2 separate regions of the Sus scrofa genome follow, and region 2 is linked to region 1. Evidence: chromatin contacts called from public HiChIP or PLAC-seq data. All regions are on one chromosome and are shown on one strand. The core of a region is the stretch at or near the end of the contact, and the rest is flanking DNA. Distances in the headings are between cores, read along the strand shown.

Region 1 (3,925 bases), core at 985-3,484:
AAACCCCAAATTTTACAGTAAACTGATTATTATGCCTGTTTTACAAATGATGACACTTGCTCACGGTGCCCAGGCAGTCAACACAGCCAGGGTTTTAACCAGGGCATTGGGGTTCTGGAGGCCTGTGCTGAACATTTTGATGCTGCCATTCTATGAAACACAATTTTTCTTCATATTTTGGTGTATATACCTCCAATCTTACAAAGTGGTGGTGTTCCTTTGTGTAATCGTTTCACTTACAGATAATGCCATGATCATTTCCCTACACCATAAATCTTTCATACCATGATATTTTTTTTCTTTTTTTTGTCTTTTTGCTATTTCTTTGGGCCGCTCCCGCAGCATATGGAGACTCCCAGGCTAGGGGTCGAATCGGAGCTGTAGCCCCCAGCCTATGCCAGAGCCACAGCAACTCGGGATTCAAGCCGCGTCTGCAACCTACATCACAGCTCACGGCAACGCCGGATCCTTAACCCACTGAGCAAGGCCAGGGATTAAACCCTCAACCTCATGGTTCCTAGTCGGATTCGTTAACCACTGAGCCACGACGGGAACTCCTCTCTTTTTTTTTTTTAAAGGCCGCACTGTGGCATATGGAGGTTCCCAGGCTAGGGGCAGAATTGGAGCTACAGCTGCCAGCCTACACCACAGCCACAGCAACATCAGATCTGAGCCTCGTAGTCTGCGACCTACACCACAGCTCATGGCAACACTGGATCCTTAACCCACTGAGCAAGGCCAGGGATCGAACCCAAAACCTCATAGTTCCTAGTCAGATTCGTTCCCGCTGCGCCACAAATGGAACTCCATACCATGATTTTTTATAGCTATTTAATATTTCTCAAATGCGCATGGATCAATGCATTTAACCAGTTTCTCATTTTGGAATAACTAGTTTGATTCGTATTTTCCTCTGTGATAATGTTGCTGAGATGTACATTTTTGAGGCTAAATCTTTCCATAATCATTTTATTTTATATATATATATATACATATACATATATATATGTATATGTATATATATATATTTTTTTTTTTTGGTCTTTTGGTCTTTTTTAGGGCCACAGCAGCAGCATATGGAGGTTCCCAGGCTAAAGGTCCAATTGGAGCTTTAGCCACTGGCCTTCACCAGAGCCATAGCAATGTGCCATCCCAGCCCAGTCTGCCACGTACATGGCAGCTTATTGCAAGGCAGGATCCTTAACCCACTGAGCAAGGCCAGGGGTCAACCCGCATCCCAGTGGATGCTAGTCGGGTTTGCTAACCGCTGAGCCACGATGGGAACTCCTTTATTATAAATTCTAAAACTGGAAATACTGAGTCTAATCTATATTTTAAAGGCTTTTGATGCATATTTGCCAACAGACCTCAGGGTAGATGATTCCAATTTGCAGTTCTATCTGCAATATAGGGACGGGCTTCACCTCACCCCCACTAAGTCATTAAAAGAAATTCGCACACATACACACACACGCAAAAGCCAAATTTAAAAAAGAAAGAAAAAAAATACAAAGACTACCGATCTGGGATCGTCAGTACCTATTAAATGGAATTGCATTAAAGATCCCTTAATTCCACCATTCGCTGTCTACCATGGACAGACAGTCCTTTTGCATGAAGAGACCTCTATATAATTCAGCATTTATGTAATACTAAAAACGAACATAAGGTTCCCCAACCGGGAAATGGCTAAATTAGCCTGCATCTGCACACGTGGAATGTTCTGCAGTGTTAAGGGGAAGAAGGCAGGACCGTATGTGTTAACGCCGCCGAGGAGAAATGGAAGATCCCACAGCATCTTCATCTGGGAGCGTGGCTGCTGTTGGGGTTTCTGCCTTTTTGTTTTGTTTTTTTGCCGCGCCATCCTGCGTAAGTGCCTGGGCCAGAGATAGAACCTGCACCGCAGCAGCGACTCAGCCAGATCCTTAATCCACTGAGCGATCTTCATCTGCTTTTCCGACGTGCTCGGCTTTGCGCCTGGCGGGATTCTTAAGCAAACGGTGGGTGTGTACGAAGGGCTAAGAGCCAGGGTGGCGTCTTAGCCAGACCCTAACTGGCCCACCGGCTCTGGCCTAGGGGCCGGACCTCCTCAGCCTCGGAGTCCGCACCAGCCCTCCCGCGGCGAGCCCAGCTCCCGCCCTGCAGTTTTCACCAAGGCGTGCCGGGAGGCCGGACTCTTCGTGGCCCGGCCCCTGGGCGCCGGGACAAGTTTCCGGAGGCCACTCTCAGCAGCGCATCAACCGGAAACGTCTGTGTTGTGGCGGAAGGAGATGCTTTCTGGGAGCAGCCGGTGCTGAAAGAAGCGTGGCGGGCAAAGATGATTCAGGCGATTCTGGTTTTCAATAACCACGGGAAACCGCGGCTGGTCCGCTTCTACCAGCGTTTCGTGAGTGCGGCCTAGCTTCGTCACGACCCTTTGGGGCGCCTGCACCCCCCTCCCTCCCTTTGGCCTGTGCGAAGCGCGCGGGAAAATGCCCGCAGACCTTTTCGGGCTCCTGTGCCATGGGTGACCCCCAGACTCAACCTGCCTCGGCCCCGCTACCCCCGTTCTTTCCTACCCCTTCCAGGACCCCAGCATTTCTGTGCCGTTTTGTGACACTTCTCCAGTGTCTCAAGTGGTGGTTAACAGCTTAAATGGTTGAGGTCGCTTTCACCTTATCGGTTGTCGAGGTGAAACTCACCTCGCAGTTTCACCAGGGAGAAATACGCAGCTTTTTAAAATGGTTTCGCTTTAGCCAGAGGATTTAGAAAAGTGCTTTCTTGGAATTATTTTGCTTCAGTGGAGGCTGGGACTGCCTAGGGACTAGATACCTTTCACTCTGTAGAGTTCAAAGTCAGTTTGGAAAGTGAGAAATGATGAGAAATTATAAATGCAGCCGCGTGAGGGCTCAGTACCTGATGATGTGAATTTGAGTTTTCCAAAAACGTTTCTTTGGGAAGAATAAACGTCATTATTTGCTTCCTGTCCCCCGACGTTTTATTTCTTAAGAGCTAGGTTAAAAATGTAATTGGTGGGTTGGTGAAACCTAGAGGAGAAGTGAGAAAACTTATGTTCAGGTCAAGTTGATAAATCTCTTTCAGATTTTATTTCCTCTTTTGTCAAATAGAAATGAAAAAAATTTTTTTACCTTTTTCATATAATTTTTAGCTAGATTACATTTTATTAAATAATTATATCGGTTTTATGTTAGCATTTAATAACACTTCAATTTGTATTTGCATGTGTGTGTGTGAATTTTTCTGTCAGGGTTTTGCTTTGTTTTGTTTATGACTGTACCAGAGGCATATGGAAACTTCTGGGCGAGGGATTGAATTTGAGCTGCACCTGCCTCAACACCAGATCTTAAAACTCTATTGCATAGGGCTGGGGATCAAACAGGCACCTCCAGAGCAACCCGAACCACTGCAACAGGGTTGTTAACCTATTGCACCACAGCAGGAACTCCCTCCATCAGGTTTTTTAAGGTGTTACTGAGATCTAAGTTACATACTATACATTTCACCTTTAAAAAATATGCAGTGGAATGGCTTTTAGTACTTCACAGAATTATGCAACTATCACCACAATTTTAGGACATTTTCATTATCCAGAAGAGGAACTTCTACCCATTAGCAATCATTCCATATTTCCCCATCAACAACCCCAGCCCTTGGCAACCACTAACCTACTTTCTGTCTCTCTAAATTTGCTTATTCTGGACATTTCATATAACTGGAATCAATATAATATGTGGTCTCTTCTGACTGCCTTTTTTCACTTAGCATGTTTTCAGGGTTCATCCACGTTGTAGCATGTATCGGTTTTTCATTCCTTTTTATTGACATTGTGTGGATGTACCACATTTTAATTGTTATTCATCAGTTGATGTTTTACTTATGGCTCTTGTGAATAATGGTGCTGTGAACATTCATGTACAGGTGTTTG
Region 2 (3,925 bases), core at 512-3,011, 64 kb before region 1:
CCACTGAGCAAGGCCAGGAATCGAACCTGAGACTTCATGGTTCCTAGTCAGATTAGTTTCCACTGTGCCACGACGGGAACTCCTAAGGGTCCAGATTTTAAACCACTTCTTTGAGTACTCCAGTGTTTATGCATGATGCACATGTTAGTAAACTTAGGTTTATTTTTCTCTTGTTGGTTTGTCTTCTGTCAGACTATTTTACAGGGCCCCAGCCAACGAACTTCAGATGGGTTGAGGAAAAACGTTTTTCTCCTCCTGCAATGTTTTGGTAACGAACGAACAGAGAAGGCTGGGATACCCAACTTGCTCTGAAAACTGCTGATTAGTTCTTGGGACAACAGATAAAAGCTGGCAAAAGGTGGAGTTCCCAGCATGACGCAGCGGAAACAACTCCGACTAGGAACTATGAGGTTTCGGGTTTGATCCCTGGCCTCCTTCAGTGGGTTAAGGATCGGGTGTTGCCACGAGCTGTGGTGTAGGTCACAGACGAGGCTCAGATCCCAAGTTGTTGTAGCTGTGGTGTAGGCCGGCAGCTGTAGCTCTGATTCAACTCCAGCCTGGGAACCTCCATATGCTTCAGGTACGGCCCTAAAAAAAGAAAAAAGTTAAAACAAACAAAAAATGAATACTTTCCATTGCCACTCTCCTGGATGTCTGTCTGTACTGTCTGGTTGGGAGAGGAAGGCAAGAAGTTCTCCTTGTTCTCTTTGTCCAAATGTAGATTAATAGGAGAACACATTTGTGTAAACTAATTCTTTGGGTATGTGCAGCTTTGAGTGTTTGTTATTGATCCAATTCTCTCCCAAAGGGAGACGTAATTTTCCTTTGTCTTTGGTATAATTTGTAATAATGGGAAGAAGCATAAGGTAAAACATGAGCACAGGAGTTCCCGTTGTGGCTCAGCGGTAGCAAGCCTGACTAGTATCCATGAGGATGCGATTTCGATCCCTGGCCTTGCTCAGTGGGTTAAGGATCCATCATTGCCTTGAGCTGTGATGTAGGCTGGCAGCTCCAACTTGACCCCCTAGCCTGGGAACCTCTGTACGCCAAAACACAAAAACACAAAACACAAAAACGAAAACACAAAAACAAAACAAAACAAAATAAATAAATAAATGGATTTTTTAGAGAGACCTCTCATCTTAAACAAATGTCATATTGGCACCTATGGAAATATCATAGGTGCTATCATAGGTATATCTCGTGTGGAGGACACAAGAAAAGGATATTACAATTAGCCTGAGTGACTCCCTTAAATTTAAAAAGCAAAAATCAGACTTTGAACACAAGTTAAAAATTACAAAAGGTGGAGTTCCCATTGTGGCTCAGGGTAATGAACCCGACAAGAATCCATGCGGTTGTGGGTTCAGTCCCTGGCCTTGCTCAGTGGGTTAAGGATCTGGTGTTACCATGAGCTGTGGCTTGGGTCCCACATTTCTGTGGCACAGGCCAGCAGCTGTGGCTCTGATTCAGCCCCTACCCTGGGAACCTCCATATGCCACAAGCACAGCCCTAGAAAGCAAAAAGAAAAAAAAATTACAAAAGACACTCAGGCAGGCATGAAATGTATGTAAATGCTGATAGCCAGGAAAGCGAGAAAAAGAAGAAATTAAAACCAAGAGTTATTGCCTTACAAATTGAGTTTTTACAAAAATGGCTCTAAACCATGACTCGGCTTCCTGTTTTCTACTCTAGCATGTAAGAAGCTTGGAAGTCTCTACTCTGTCCTAATAAGTAAACAATGGAACAAACTGAAAAAAATCAACAACTCTGCTGAATTCCGTAGGGGAAGTGAGGTCATAGTGCAAACATCTGCCCCTAAAGTTGGAAAGACAAGAGGCGGATATGGAGAATCACATCTTACCAAGGCCACAGCCTCCGTGGGAACCAGTGCCTCGGGAGGAAAACCTGAGCTATGGTGTAATTGACAAATTGCTGGACACTCACTTTGATGGTTCTGAGAGTTTAAAACTCCGGGAGGACTCTGTCATTGGGAGTTCCCCTAACTTTAGTGAGTTTTATCTCCTAGGTATCTCTAACAGGTTCTCACAGAATATTGGAGAAAAATCCCCTTGCTTCTAGCAAGGCAAGGAGAAAAGGAACCATTTTTTCGTTTGTTTGTCTTTTGTGTTTTTAGGGCTGCACCCAGGGCATATCAGGGTTCCCAGGCTAGGGGTCTAATTGGAGCTGTAGCCGCCAGCCTATGCCACAGCCACAGCAACGCCAGATCCCAGCCATGTCTGTGACCTACACCACAGCTCACGGCAATGCTGGATCCTTAACCCACTGAGCAAGGCCAGGGATTGAACCCCCAACCTCATGGTTCCTAGTCGGATTCATTTCCGCTGAACCACGATGGGAACTCCAGGAACCATTTTGAAATAGAGCATTCTGGAGTTCCCCAGTAAGTCAGCAGCTTAAGGATCCAGCAGTGTCACAGCATGTGTTTGCTCCTGAGCCCAGGAACTTAAACGTGCCAAAGGCCAAAAAAAAGGAAAGAAAGAAAAGAAATAGAGCATTCTAGTCTTTATTTTTTGCTTTTTAGAGCCGCACCTGTGGCATAAGTGTTTCCAGGCTAGGGGTCAAATCGGAACTATATCTGCTGGCTTACGCCACAGCCTCAGCCACACCAGATTTGAGCTGCATTTGCAACCTACACCACAGCTTATGGCAATGCCAGATCCTTAACCCTCTGAGTGGGGCCAGGGATCAAACCCAGGTCCTCATGGATACTTGTCAGGTTCATTACCACAGAGCCAAGACAGGAACCCCAGCACTCTCTTCTTAACAAGGTCTGTCCTCAAGTGAAACTAATGAACCAGAGCCTCATCTGCTGGGGTTTTATCAGAGTCTGATTGACCTGGGGGAAGGGAAATATCCAAGGCAGGCTCTAGCCTTCCACCCAGAACGAGTGAAATGCCTAACTCCAGCCCACAGTTGCCATCCTGTCCCACTGAAGTTTGACGTGGAGACCAAGAAGCATGTGTGAAGTTTACAGTTCAGAGGCATTGGCTCACTAAGACTCAGACCTGATCACAGGACTATAAAATGCTTCTCCTCTCCCGGCAATTTAAACCACATTACTTAAGGCCTATTTCCAGTAGTTATTTTTAACCAACACATCATGCCCAGCTACCCAGAAAAAAACAAAAAGACATACAAAAAAGCAAAAAACACAGTTGGAAGAAACAGAGCAAAGTTTAAAACCAGACTCAGATATGGCAGGGATGTTGAAATTATCAGACCCAGATTTTATTTAATTAAATTAATTAATTAATTAATTTTTGCTTTTTAGGGCTGCACCCAGGGCATATGGAGGTTCCCAGGCTAGGGGTCTGATTGGAGCTGTAGCCGCTGGCCTACGCCAGAGCCACAACACCAGATCCAAGCCATGTCTGTGACCTACACCACGGCTCATGGCAATGCCAGATCCTTAACCCACTGAGTGAGGCCAGGGATCAAACCCGCAACCTCATGGTTACTAATAGGATTTGTTTCCGCTGGGCCACAACAGGAACTCCAGACCAGGATTTTAAAACAATTATGATTAATATGCTGAGGGTTCTAATGGATATAGCAGAGAGCATTTAAGAACAGATGGGTAATGTAAGCAGAGAGACAGAAATTCTATGAAAGAATCAAAAGACATGCTAGTGGAGTTCCTGTTGTGGCTCAGAGAAACAAACCCGACTAGTATCCATGAGGTCTCGGATTCGATCCCTGGCCTCACTCAGTGGGTTAAGGATTTGGCATTGCTGTGAGCTGTGGTGTAGGTCGCAGACATGGCTTGGATCCCTGTTGCTGTGGGTGTGGTGTAGGCCGGCAGCTGTAGCTCCGATTCGACCCCTCGCCTGGGAACCTCCATATGCCGTGGTTGCGGCCCTAAAAAGACAAAAAAAAAAAAAAAAAAAAAAGAAAGAAAGAA

The links. HiChIP or PLAC-seq counts read pairs in DNA pulled down with a chosen protein or histone mark.
Region 2: an H3K27ac HiChIP or PLAC-seq map of alveolar macrophages shows a contact between it and region 1. The contact joins the enhancer-like site here to the promoter of AP3S2 in region 1. A contact is called at or near these places in 1 of 5 promoter capture datasets (liver), 10 of 47 Hi-C or Micro-C datasets (embryonic fibroblasts, epiblast stem cells, fetal liver and 6 more) and 1 of 2 datasets of contacts at active chromatin or transcription factors (alveolar macrophages).

What each region holds. Positions count from the first base shown.
Region 1 is chr7:55,460,661-55,464,585 of Sscrofa11.1, reverse strand. AP3S2 (adaptor-related protein complex 3, sigma 2 subunit) reads left to right here and starts at 2,234. Exons shown (of 6, transcript NM_001244548.1): 1 at 2,234-2,386. The coding sequence starts at 2,318.
Region 2 is chr7:55,524,582-55,528,506 of Sscrofa11.1, reverse strand. No RefSeq gene overlaps it. Among named protein-coding and RNA genes, the nearest start is that of ARPIN, 43 kb to the right of the region's middle. Within about 2 kb of position 1,761, at least 11 of the 83 cell types and tissues checked have an H3K27ac peak or open chromatin away from gene starts, as enhancers often do. A contact at or near this core is called in alveolar macrophages, fetal liver, liver and 2 more, where this site is marked.